Regions from separate parts of the Mus musculus genome. Here region 1 is linked to region 2. Evidence: chromatin contacts called from public HiChIP or PLAC-seq data. All regions are on one chromosome and are shown on one strand. The core of a region is the stretch at or near the end of the contact, and the rest is flanking DNA. Distances in the headings are between cores, read along the strand shown.

Region 1 (6,859 bases), core at 527-3,026, 86 kb before region 2:
AATGCAAGAGTGCCTCTCTTGGAACAACGTGCCTAACAATGTTGGAGCCCTGCCTGCGTTGGGCTATACCTATCTCCCCCCTCTGAAGACTAGTGTGTGCTTCTCTACCACTAATAAGAGCCATTGTTAGAGAGTTTCTATGCAAATACATTCCTACTACATCCAGGTCTGAAGAATAGAAAGGCTTGTCTGGCCTGAACTGATTTGGGGTGCAAGCTCAGTTAGGCAAAGCTGCATCTTTTTTGTTGTTGTTGTTGGTTTTTCGAGACAGGGTTTCTCTGTATAGCCCTGGCTGTCCTGGAACTCACTTTGTAGACCAGGCTGGCCTCGAACTCAGAAATCCGCCTGCCTCTCCCTCCCGAGTGCTGGGATTAAAGGCATGCGCCACCACGCCCGGCGCAAAACTGCATCTTTAAAGTAAGCTTTTGGAGAGAATCCCCTACTTGCCCATCCCCTGCCTCTGCATATTGGGAAAGCCTATGTTAAAGTCAGACGTACTCAGGGACCGGCATGAATAGTAGAGACATTATTATATAATCTACTCTATCAGTCAGAACAAAGAGCTACCTTCATCGCACCCCCAAACCAAGGTCATCCTTTTCTTGAAACCATAAAAGGAAGACCCAAACAATAGTTAGGTCCTCCACTGCCCATCTTCAAATAAAGTTATCCTGCTACCTTGGCGAATCTGCGTGAGCTCTCATTTTCGGCTCTTCGGATAAGAGGCTAAAAGCCTGGAAACATTCCCACTATGACTCCTGACTGGCCACGGACATCAGTGGCCGGCGAGGAGGTGAGAAAACACTTTCTTTCCTGTCTTACTGCCAAGGAGTTCCTTCATGGCTTTCTGCTCCTTCCCTTCTGATGTCTGTAGCTGACAGCCAGCTGAACTAGTCAGTGTGGCCAGAGCGCCATTAGCATACAGCTGGACCCCGCCTTTGCCTGACCCCTGAGTAGCAGAGGACACACAGGTGACACAGAGGGATGGCAGGACTCAGGTCCTGGGGGAAAGTGGGTGGCTGCAGACAGATGATCTTCCCCAGCTGTTCACCCAAGGCAAAGCAGTGGCAAGGCAGGAGAAGTGGGTGCCCCTGCTCAGCCCCCTCCCCCTAGTCTGCTGTACCCCAAAGCCAAACTCTTGCAGTTGCTTGAGACTTCCAAACCTTCTTTTTTCCTCTCTTCCTTTCCATGTCTCCTGCATTTTCCATCTAATCTTACAGGAACCTAAAGGAATTTTGCTAGGTTTTGCCCTTGGACTGCTTCTGCTCTCTGAAACAGAGCGTAACTCTGCGGCTATCTGAATTTTAAATGTTTTTCTCCCCGCTTGAGTCTTGTTTTCTTTTAATTTCACATGTGTCTAAGTTACAGATGCCTAGCCCTGACGTCTGAACATTAAGAACACAATTTATTGCTTGTTCTGTGGCTTTGCTTGAGTGGTTTCCAAACTTGCCTACCAAATGATTAAAAGGGAGAGAAACACAAATTAAAAGGTGTGAAAACCTGACGTTTATCCAGCCTGGAAATAGATTGCCTCCCCAAATGGGGTCGTCCCTCTGTCCTATCCTCAGTTGACTGCTTCTCCTGACATTCTGTTGTCCTCCAATTAGCAGGCACAGGCTAGACAATTAAGTCATTAGGGCATTTTCTAATAAACGACTTTCATGACAGGAGAACTAGATAGTGGAATTGAGCAAATTAGACTCTTTCCAAAGCAAGACAAATCTACATATTACTCAGGTCGGTGCCTGCGTGGTGTGCTGGTTTAAATGAGAATGGCCCCCCAGAGGCTCATATATTTGCATGGCTTAGTTTCCAGTTGATCAACGGTTTGGGAAGTATTAGGTGGTCTGGCCTTGTGACTTGACTGGAGGAAGTATGTCACTGGGGGTGGGCTTTGAGGTTTCAAAAGTTTGCATCAGGCCCAATCCCACTCCCTCTCCTTCTTCCTCCCCTTCCCCCTCTCCCTCTTCCCTCTCTCCCTTACCTTTTCCCTTTCCTATTCTCTCTCTCTCTCTCTCTCTCTCTCTCTCTCTCTCTCTCTCTCCCCTCCCCATGCCCATAGATCAAGGAACCAGGGGCCACAAAACAATGGGGCTGACCCAGAGATTGTGAATGATCTACTCCTGAGAGGTCCACATGACTTTTAGGGTGAATCCCATACCACCTTCCTCTGACGGGTCATGAAACCCAAAGCTAAGAGTGTTAGCAGACAGTATCTGAGGATCAGAGTAGAGAATTCCCCATTTTTTGGTCACCTGACTACCTAATTTTTCTACCAACACACCCATTATAGGATCCTTCCTTAAGGCTATGGAGTGTCTTCAGTCTTGGCTTAGATGGACATCACACAATTCCTCTTTGGTCTCTTTACTCTTAGGCCTGTGTTCCTCCTTAAAGTATGCCCTCTTTTCAGCTGTAGCATTCCTGGGTGAATGCAGTGGCTTTTGGCCACCCTGTGGCTGTCTCCCTTCAGCGGAAGGTGCTAACTTGAGGCTGGAGAGATGGCTCAGGGGTTAAGAACACTGACTGCTCTTATGAAGGTCCTGAGTTCAAATCCCAGCAACCACATGGTGGCTCACAACCATCCATAATGAGATCTGACGCCCTCTTCTGGTGTATCTGAAGACAGCTACAATATATATATATATATATATATATATATATATATATATATATATATATATATAAAATAAATCTTGAAAGAAAGAAAGAAAGAAAGGTGCTTTCTCATGTGCTGAGCTACTGTCTGAATGAGACGTTGTACTTAGGAGTGAGGGCTTATTGTAGCCATCATAAGAAAAGCAGATGCCCAGTCAGGTAAAAGCCTGCAGTCAGTCTGATTAAAGGGTATACTGAAACTGATGAACGAGCCTGCCTCCATCTTGAGCTTGAAAGCTGCCCTACACTAAGAACAAACTCGATTCATTTCTGTTTATGATTAAATCTGTTTCTCAGGGATTGGGCTATGCACTACCTGTAACCTTAGCTACACATGGTTCTGTATTCATGTTCCAGAAAACAGCCACCATGCCTTTGTTTCAAAAGATTATTATGACGACCTTGCTATAACCACCTTGCTTTATGGCTACCTTGTTATGGCCACTTTGCTGTGACTATCTTGTGATCACCTTGTTATGACTGACTTGCTGTGACCACCTTGTAACCATGTGTGTGTTTAAGGAGCTTGCTATGACCAACTTGTTATGCTTATGCAATGTTTCTGTAACCCCAACTATTTGCCTGCCAATTTGGAAAGCCCCAACTCCTGAGCTGTTAAAAACCCTTATCTTACCCATGTCCAAAGCTTATCTCTTGAACCCTGCCTTTAGGGAGACACAGACCATGTACATGAATTAAAAGCTTGTTTGAATTAATTTGGCCATGATTTGAGTAGGCAGTCTTTATTCTTGCATCTGTGTATTAACAAAACATCCAGAGAAGTTTTGGTTCGTTGGGATTCTTGCTTCCTTTACATCATTTAGGTGACAGTGAGTTCATGATTTAACTTTAGATTTATATTCCTGTTATGTGTTATTTGTACTTATTGTGAGAAACACAGAGGATTAAAACAAAATTAAAAAGAACTAGGTTGAGGTGGCGCATGCCTTAAGTCCCAGAGCTTGGGAGGCAGAGACATGCAGATCTCTATGTTTGAGGCCAGCCTTGTCTACAGATTGAGTTCTAGAACAGCCAAGGCTACATAGAGAAACCCTATCTCTAAAAAAAAACGAACAAACAAAAATTAAAACCAGGCCTGCAACATGTGTTTGTTAGACAGAGAAGGACGCTGGAGTCTTAGCTCAGTCGTACTTGCTTCACATGCACATGGCCTGGGTTCAGTTCCCAATACTGAGAAAAACAAAACAAATAAAAACAGAAATACTTATTGGTTAGTAGTTATAGAGTTTCAAATTTTAGGCATCTATTGCCAGAAGGGCCTTCGAAATTGCAAAATGATGCCTGTGCTGGTCGGGTTTGATTTCTTTTTCCTTTCCTTTCCTTTCCTTTCCTTTCCTTTCCTTTCCTTTCCTTTCCTTTCCTTTCCTTTCCTCTCCTCTCCTCTCCTCTCCTCTCCTCTCCTCTCCTCTCCTCTCCTCTCCTCTCCTCTCCTCTCCTCTCCTCTCCTCTCCTCTTCTCTTTTCTTTTCTGAGACAGGGTTTCTCTGTATAGCCCTGGCTGTCCTGGAACTCACTCTGTAGACCAGGCTGGCCTCGAACTCAGAAATCCTCCTGCCTCTGCCTCCCAAGTGCTAGGTTTAAAAGTTAGTTTTCTTTTGCTTTTTTGTTTTTGTGTTTTTTTTTTTTTTCAGTTTTGCCACAGCCCTCACAGCTGGGTCCTGGAAGCTTAACTGGGAATAATGGAAGATTAAGAAAGGCAGACACACTCTATTCTCCTGTCACCTCTCCACCCACTTTCATCAGCCTGCTGATCTTGAGCCATACAGGTTGGGTTCTTTTCCTGCACCCATCTTCCCTGCCCACCACTGATTTCTCTGGGTGGGGCCAGCTGCCCTAAACAGCCTGCTATCCCTGCCTTGCAGTTTATCAGGCCAGCCTGGATTAAAGCCTGACTTCAAAAACACAAGAAAGCTTACATGCTCATGGAAATCAAACAACTTTCTATTCAGAGCCATCAGGGATAAAAGATGAACTGAAAGAAAATAAAACTTGAGACCTGTGATTCATGTAATTTATGTCAAATAGCCCAAAGAGTTGTTTGTGAGCTTTGAAACCTGGGACTGAGAACATAGCAGAATAGGCCAGGACATGCCCGGGCAGGCCAGTCTTTAAGACATTCCTGAGGCTGCTTGGCCATAAAGATAAAGAGAATGACATGCTGGACTGGCCCGGCGCCTCCCTATCTCCCGCCCTTCTGACCTAAGTTAAATGTTATCTGCATGTACAGTCTGCTGATGTTTAAATGAACCAATCATGTGAAACTGTGCCAATTCCTCCCCCAGCCCCAGCCCCTTTTCCTATTAAAAACCCCTAGCTTCCAAGCCTTGTGGTCGAATCCACTGTCTCCTGCATGAGATACATTTCGACCCGGAGCTCCGCCATTAAGCTACCTCATGTTTTTACATCAAGACTGTCTGTTTGTTCGTGATTCTTGGGTGCATGCCGAATCGGGAGTTAAGTGGGGGTTTCCCCACTAGGTTCTTTCAGAACAATTTAACATAACAAAGGCAACATATAGCAAGCCAATAGCCAACATCAAATTAAATAGAGAGAAACTGAAAGCAATTCCGCTAAAAACAGGGACAAGACAAGGCTGGCCACTCTCCCTATCTACTCAATATCATACTTGAAATTCTAGCTAGATAAATAAGACAAGAAAAGGAGATCAAGGGGATACAAATTGGAAAGAAAGAAGCCAAAGTATCAATATTTGTGGATGATATGATAGTATACATAAGTGACCCCAAAAATTAACCAGAGAACTTCTCCAGCTGATAAACACCTTCAGCCTTAACCCAAACAAATCAATAGCACTACTTTATACATTCCTGATAAACAAGATGAGAAGGAAATTAGACAAACAACTCACTCCCCACACAACTTGACACAAACTAGACTCATCTGGGAAGAAAGAAATTCAACTGAGCAAACTCCTCCAGCAGATTAGCCATGGGCAAGTCTGTGGAGGCATCTTCTTAATGATTGATGTAAGAGGGCCTACTTCGTTGTGGGTGGAACCACCCTTGGGCAGGTTTTCCTGGATTATATAAGAAAGCAAGTTGAGCAATCAATGTCGAGAAGCCAATAAAAGCATTCCTCCATGATCTCTGCTTGAGTTCCTGGTCTGACATCCTTCAGTGACAGACCACAATGGAACTGAGATACATAAGCTGTCTTACTCAGAGTTCTATAGTGACAAAACACCATGACCAAAAAGCATTGGTAAAAATTAGTTCATCAAAAGTGCCTAGGGCTAGGGGTATAGCTTAGTGGCACAGTGCTTGCATAGTAGATCTGAGGCTCTGGGTTCAATGCCCAGCACCATCAAAAACAAGAAAATAATAACACAAAAGGAAAAAAATAACATAAGGAAACAATAATTCTAACTACACAGCTCAGAAGTATTAAGCATATTCATATCCTTGTACAACTAACTCTCATTTTCTTTTTAAGTGTGTTTGTATGCATGTATGTATGTATGTGTATATATATATATATGTGCGAACATGTATGCGTGTATATGTGTGAGTGTATGTATGTATGTATGTATGTGTGTGTGTGAATGTGTTAGTTTGTGTAATGGGAGTGTATATTGAGTGTGTGTGTGTGTATTGAGAGTGTGCAGAGCCGGGCGTGGTGGCGCTCGCCTTTAATCCCAGCACTCGGGAGGCAGAGGCAGGCAGATTTCTGAGTTCGAGGCCAGCCTGGTCTACAGAGTGAGTTCCAGGACAGCCAGGGCTACACAGAGAAACCCTGTCTTGAAAAAAAAAAAGAAAAAAAAAGAGAGTGTGCAGGCAAGAGTGTGTATATGAGTGTGTGTGTGTGTGTGTGTGTGTGTGTGTGAGAGAGAGAGAGAGAGAGAGAGAGAGAGAGAGAGAGACTACACACACACCATGACATGCATGTGAAAATCACAGAACACAGGTTTCAGGAGTCAGTTCCCCCTTAGGTTGTGAGTCTTGGTAGAAAGTGCCTTTGCTGAGCCATCTCATTGGCTTTCTTAGGGTCTGTACAACTGTGATGAAACACCATGACCAAAAGCAAATTGGGAAGGTGCCAGAAGCCACCAGCTTCTGGCCCCCAGAACAGCAAGAGAGAGTTTAAAAGCCCAAAGTTATCAGCTTTCATCTGATGCTGTGACCCACCTCAGATTGACTTCCACTTCCACTCCTCTGTTCATC
Region 2 (6,465 bases), core at 3,300-5,799:
GGGCCCTTTGTTTTTGTTTTTGTTTGATTGTTTGGAGACAGTGTTTCTCTGTGTCTCCTGGCTCTTGATAGTAGCCACTCCAGCAGTTCAAACCTAGTAGAAGCTAGTATTTCATTTGCTTATTGAATATTTGTGTCTTTAAAAACTGTCTTAAGTCCCATAAACCTTTTTGTGATTTTTTTTGAGACAAGATCCTACTGTGTAACACAGGCTGGCTACAGCTTACTGGCCATGGTGACCCTCCCACTGTGGCCTCTCTGCTGGGATTAGTGATGTAAGGCATCATGCCCAGCTGTGTGTTGTTGGGTTGGGGGAATTGCTTCTGTATCCCTACTAGATACAAGATGTGCAGAGAGATCACTTCTCATTCCTTTGAGCTCCTTTGGTTGTGTCCTTTGATACCCAGTGAAGACATGTATGTTCAGGTTTTAATCTTTGCAGTGCTAGGGATAGAACCTAGGATATTACGTGTGTCTTGCAAGTATTTTGTCACTGACTTGTTTTGCTGTGTTCTTCAAGTTTTAATTTTAACATAGTTTAATTTATGCATTTTTTATGTTTGTTTATCCTAACCAAGATATTTGTTTTTATCCTACCCAAGAATTGCCAGACCCAGAATTATTTAAAAAAACAAAAAAAAAAACAAAAAAAAACAAAGTCCCCTAGGTTTTGTGTGAAGTTATATTATTAGATTTATCGTCCTTCTCTCCTTCCTTCCTTCCTTCAGCTTTGTTAGGGAATGTTTTTCATTGTTCTTTTGTTGTTGTTGTTCCAAGACAGAGTTTCTTGGTGTAGCCCTGAATGGCCTGTAACTTGTTCTGCAGAACAGGCTGGCCTCAAACTCACAGAGATCTGCCTCCCAAGTGCTGGGATTAAGGCGTGCACCACCACTGCCTGGCAACTTCAGTTTTCTTTACAGTGTAAATGAAGATTTGCTTCTAGGCTCTCTGCTTCACTGGTTCATATATGGCTTTATATCAGTGGCGTGCTATTTTGATTACTGTGGCAATATCATAAATTTTGAAATCCAGAATTTTGAGACCTCCAATTTTTTGTGCTTTTCAAAGACTGTTTTGGATACTTGGAGTATCTTGAGATTCCATATAAGTTGTACAAATCTTTCTTTGCAGGCTTGATGATTATTACACTTAGTGCAGTAGGCTTCTTTGGGTGGTATTGATAAGGTAACCTTAACAACATCCAGTCTTCTGAGCTGGGTATGGTGGCTTAATGTCCGTAAGTCTCGCCCGGGGAGGACGGAAATACAAAGGTGATACATTTAAGGTACTTAAGCTACATGAGACTTGGGCTTAAAAGGGAGTGGGGGCGCTGAGGCAGGAGGATCATTTAAGTTCAAGGCCAATCTGGGTTACATAGGTAGTTTCAGCTCAGCCTATTCTATAATGTGAGATTTTGTCTTTAACTAAAAATTGAAAAAAAAAAGAAGAGAGCGAGTGCTGTTATTTTGTAGTTTACTAAGTTGCTAATAGTCATGCCCTAGAACTGATATTTTAACTCTGTATCAGCCTACATGGATGGCTGACAATTAGCATGGCTACTGGCTTTTGTGGTACATTTATCCAAAGTGGGGGTTCCCTGCCCCGGTAAGAATCTATGGACTGGGATAACCTTATGAAATGATTTGATTTTCTGTCATGGTGACTTTCCTGTGGGGGTGGTATGAAGCCTTCATGCAGTCTCAGTTGAAAATTGCTTCTCACTGCTTCTGTTGCCCTTTGCTAGATTGTACTGGTCAACAGAAACCATGATCTGTTGACTCTGACATCCTTGAAGCAAATGGAAGCCTAGGGAAAATCTTGCAGAGACTGTCAGTTTGAATCTTGCCATTATGCTGTTACTTTTAATTTCAGCTAATTCATTTGCAAATAGGGTTAGTACTACCTTATAAGGCTGTTAACAGATGCCAAACAATATCCCAAAGCTCCTACATGCAATAGTTGATCCATGAAGTTTAACTCTCTTTTTTTGTTTGGAAAAGAAGCTTCCAGAATGTCATTGCCTATTTGCAAAACTAGCTTGGGCATGTCTCTCGACAACTTTACAGAAGCCACCCACACATTTTGGAATATGCCTCCACAGGCCCAAATGCTCTTGATGGGGCTTGTGTATAATGAATAGAGTAATGAATACATCTGAGATCAAGGTCACAAGCAACATTTTTATTCAAGAAAAGGGCAAGGGCAAGGCCCTCAGCAAAGCAACATTAAGAAGAACCATATTCTTGATCCTTGATCAGCGAGAAGGGGATTGAACCAAGTAGCCTTGACCTTCATTGCCAAACAAGTTCTGTAACTCCTAGAGCAGGCTGTGGCAAATTGTGTGTGTGTGTGTGTGTGTGTGTGTGTGTGTGTGTGTGTGTGTGTGTGTGTGTGTGTAAGTGTAAATATTAAGAGGCAGTATGGAGCTAAAAAGAGGTTTGGGATTACTCACCTCTTAGTAATTCTCTAGTGTGTGCAACCCTTGAACTGTGAATGACTCAGTCTCCCTTTTGGTTTTAAGGTCCTCTAACTCTTGCCTCAACATGCTGTTTTGTTTGCCACCTTAGCAGGGAGGGTGAACTGGTTCAGCTTCATTGTAGCAAGTTTCAGCCTGCTTTTCAAATGGTGTTAGTAATTAATTCCTCAGCTTTTTAAATTGGTCAGATTGAAGAAAGCTGAGTCTAAAAACATAGTAATCTGCCACTAGCTCAGAATAATGAAGACTAGAAGAAATCCTGCCATTATTTCCAACTTTTCCATCTTACTGTGACTGTCTACCATGACATGTGAAAGCTAAAAAAAAAATTGGTGCTGAACATGGAGAGTGTTGATTTTGGAACGAGAGACCAGATGGAGTATCTCGACGCTCAGGTTGTCATTACCTACCAAGACACCAAATAAAAAGATTAAGTCTTGAGGAAGAGTGACCATAAACTTATTTGGGAGAATAATTTGAATTATGGGACTAGAATATAGAAAATGGAACCTAGAAAAATAATAGTAAAATCAGGGACCAGAGACTAGTCAATGCTGCAGTGCTGTGAGAACAGAGATAAGAAAACGGACTAACTTTTAAGATGCTTTTTTGTGGGCTTACCCACCAAGGACATTTAAGTTCAAAATTAGCTGGAGTTCTTGCCACATAGGTCAGTCACTGGTAGGATTGGGGACAAAGGTGGAGGTAATTAGAGACCCAGGCCACTCTTACTGTCATAGTCACTGTTCTGATCAATGAACTCATATAAAGAAAAGCATTTAATTTGGGACTTGCTTACAGTTTCAGAAGGCCCATTATCACGTGGGCCCCATTGGCTTATAACCATATCATAGTGTAAAAAATGCATTCAGTTCAACTTCCGAAGTCCCCATAGTCTTTCACCATCTCTTGACAAGTCTTCATAGACTGCTTACAAGTCCAGAATTTCTTCTGAGACTCGTGGCAGTCTCTTAACTGTAACCCCTCATAAAATCAAGATGAAAAGGCAGATCACATACTTCCAGTATTGAGTGGCACAGGATATGCACTACTGTTCCAGAAGGGAGGAAGAGGAGCACTGTGAGGAGATGCTGGACTAAAACATGACCAAAAAGCAGCTGGGCAAACTCAAATTATTCATCTGCATGTCAGATGTCAAAGCACTCTTCAGATCTCCAGTTCCTTTCAGCTTTGTTGATTGCAAACTCTCCCTCCCCCCTCCTTTCCCCCCCCTCCCCCCCATGATTCCAGGTGTGGACCCTGTTAGCAGTTTTCCTCTGCAGGTATCACCTGACTCTGACATCTCCAATATCTGGGGTCTCCAACACATTCCATGCTTCACCTCCACAGCCTCATGCAGTGGCCTCTCTGGGCCATCATCCAGGGACACTCCTCACAGATGTCCGGCCTCAATGGCTTTTCTTAACTGAGGAGGAAGATTCCACAACCCCATCTTGTATCCTTGAGTCTAAAGCCAGATCCAGCTTTAGACTCAAAAGTGGTGGTTGAAGCTGCCAAGTGTTGCTAGCTGGGGCTGGTAATTGATTCCCTAATTCAAATGCATTTGTATCAGCTTTCTGTTGATGGTTTCCTTCAGTGCTAAAGCTTTTCTTTAATTTCTTTTCCCAGGTTGGAAGCTTAGCTGGGTGGGCTCTTGTCCTGAGGCCACCACTCCCTTTATTCCGTTTAGCATCTGGTTTTTCTTTAAACCTTTTATCTCTTGAGCATTGGACTTCACTCCTTTACACTTCCTGCTGCTCTCTTTTGTCCTCTGCTTAAGGGGGACCACTGATCACCACCCACAGTCAATAGTAATTTTGCTGATAATCCAAAACTCCCCAATTTCATCTCAGGCAGACTTTTTTGGACAAGAGAAGAAAATAGACCCATTCTTAACCAACATATCACAAGAGCATTCTTTAGGCCACTTAATACTCTCCTCCTCTGAAACCTCTTGAGCCCTGCTGTCATAGTCTACATTTCTCTCAACTGTCTTCCACATTCCTGCTACGATGGCCCATTAAGCCCTGCTTAAAGTGTCCAACCAATTTTCGTCTTCTAAGTCCCAGAGTCTTCCATATTCTTCCAACTAAGGTTACACCTATCACAGCAATGCCCCACTCCCTGGTTCTATAGCTGTGAAAAGACACCATGACCAAGACAATTCTTTCTTTCTTTCTTTCTTTCTTTTTTTTTAAGTGTTTACTTGCTGGTTAGTTCATTATCATGGAGAGAATGGCAGCATGTAAGCAGGTATGGTGCTGGAGAATCAGCTGAGAGTTCTACACCCTGATCCATACGCAGAGAGAGTCAAACATGCTGTACTTGGCACGGGCTTTGAAACCTCAGAACCCATCCCCACTGACACCCTTCCTCTAACAAGGCCGCAGCTCTTAATTCTAATCCTTTCAAATAGTGAGCATTCAAGTTTATGAGTCTATAGGGGGCATTCTTGTTCAAACACCACAGGGAGCATAGTAGCATATATACAGGCATGGCCTGGAGCTGAGAACTTTACATCCTGATTCACAGGCAGCAGGGAGAGAAAGCCTGGACCTTGAATGGGATTTTTGAAACCTCAAAATTGCTCGCCCCACCCTCACTCCATAACACACTTCCTCCAACAAGGCCATGCCTCCTAGTCCTTCTAATCCTTTCAAACAGATCCACCCACTGGTGGTTAGGCATTGAACTATATGAGCCTATAGGGGCCAGACTTACTTAAACCACAACACTTAACTTTGCTATTCACCACAGTTCTCTTATATTTGAACCCTATTTACTTACTTACTTACTTTATTTGGGGGTTTGGTTGGTTGGTTGGTTTTGGTTTTTTGAGACAGGGTCTCCCTATGTAGCCATGACTGGGCCTAGGACTTGCTAGCCTCAAACTCATGGAGATCCTCCTGTCTCTGCCTCACACGCATTGGGACTAAGGGCAATCACCACCATGCTCAACAATTTAATTTCAGTGCTCTTTTTCTTACTCTCAAAAAAGAGGATAGAGATAGGGGTATTTGTCCATCTAGGTTTAATTGAAAAGATCTCAAAAGGGGTACAATTTCAAACATGTAGGATATTAGGATAATAAATGATTCATGGGCCTCTTAGTTCTTTGTAATATCACACCATACACCAGCCTGTGCTAGGCTCCTTGCCCTCCATCCTGGCAGTGGGAAAATGAATGGCATGAGCTTGCACACATACTTGGCTGCTTCCTTATTTAGCACATGGTTTACTTTGAAATAGACTCAAAAATGTACCATTATTAGTAAAGCTTGTTAAGTACCAGGGATATAGCTCAGATGGAGGGTATAGTTGATCCATTACATGTTTATGGTGGAGAAAACCTAAAAGAAAATACCCTATCATCAACTCCTGGAATCCCAGTCAAGGTTTTCATCATGATTTTGGACCTTTATATTTGTTGAATGAATTGGTAGATAAGCATTTTGACACTTTTCTGTTGGATAGCTCTTAACAGTTATCCCCTTGGGTGTTTAACCAGCACAGGATGGCAAGTCTGCTTTCTTGGAAGTTTGAGTTCTAGGCTATATCCCTGTGCCCGAGTCCCTTGTCAGGAGAGTGTGAGGAAGTGCCTTTTCCGTTTGCTTTTGCTTAGCCCGGAGTTCAGTTAGCTAGCCTGCTAGGAAGATACCAGAAGAATTAAGTTTCTCAATTGGTTTCTAAGTGGGTTTCAGACAAAGGGAACTTTGAAAAAAATGGAGTCAGATGTACATTACTTCCATAATAACTGGACATCTCAGCATTTGCGGAGAACCAGGTTCTGCTTATTCATTCTCCATTTCTGTGTGTGTTAACCCTTTTCTATCTCCTCCTCCTCCAAGAGGAAATCCTGAGCAGCCTGTTCAGCTAGAAAATCAATGGCTGACAGACTAGTTACCAGACAAGGCTTTGTAAACAGAATCTGTCACAGCAGAAAAATGGAAAGCTCGGGACCTTAGTGAGCCATGCGCACAGAACTAAAAT

The links. HiChIP or PLAC-seq counts read pairs in DNA pulled down with a chosen protein or histone mark.
Region 1: a contact with region 2 is called in an H3K27ac HiChIP or PLAC-seq map of embryonic stem cells, with 10 read pairs. The contact joins two enhancer-like sites. A contact is called at or near these places in 1 of 15 datasets of contacts at CTCF or cohesin (large pre-B cells), 9 of 484 Hi-C or Micro-C datasets (the 3T3-L1 cell line, differentiating spermatogonia, embryonic stem cells and 4 more), 5 of 115 datasets of contacts at active chromatin or transcription factors (bone marrow-derived dendritic cells, embryonic stem cells and stem cell-derived neural progenitor cells) and 4 of 9 other capture datasets (adipose tissue, embryonic stem cells, liver and 1 more).

The regions. Positions count from the first base shown.
Region 1 is chr6:29,626,833-29,633,691 of GRCm38.p6, reverse strand. No RefSeq gene overlaps it. Among named protein-coding and RNA genes, the nearest start is that of Tnpo3, 20 kb to the right of the region's middle. Within about 2 kb of position 1,776, at least 14 of the 459 cell types and tissues checked have an H3K27ac peak or open chromatin away from gene starts, as enhancers often do. A contact at or near this core is called in embryonic stem cells, where this site is marked.
Region 2 is chr6:29,543,840-29,550,304 of GRCm38.p6, reverse strand. The region is part of intron 21 of Tnpo3 (transportin 3); the gene reads left to right. Among named protein-coding and RNA genes, the nearest start is that of Irf5, 20 kb to the right of the region's middle. Within about 2 kb of position 4,549, at least 3 of the 459 cell types and tissues checked have an H3K27ac peak or open chromatin away from gene starts, as enhancers often do. A contact at or near this core is called in embryonic stem cells, where this site is marked.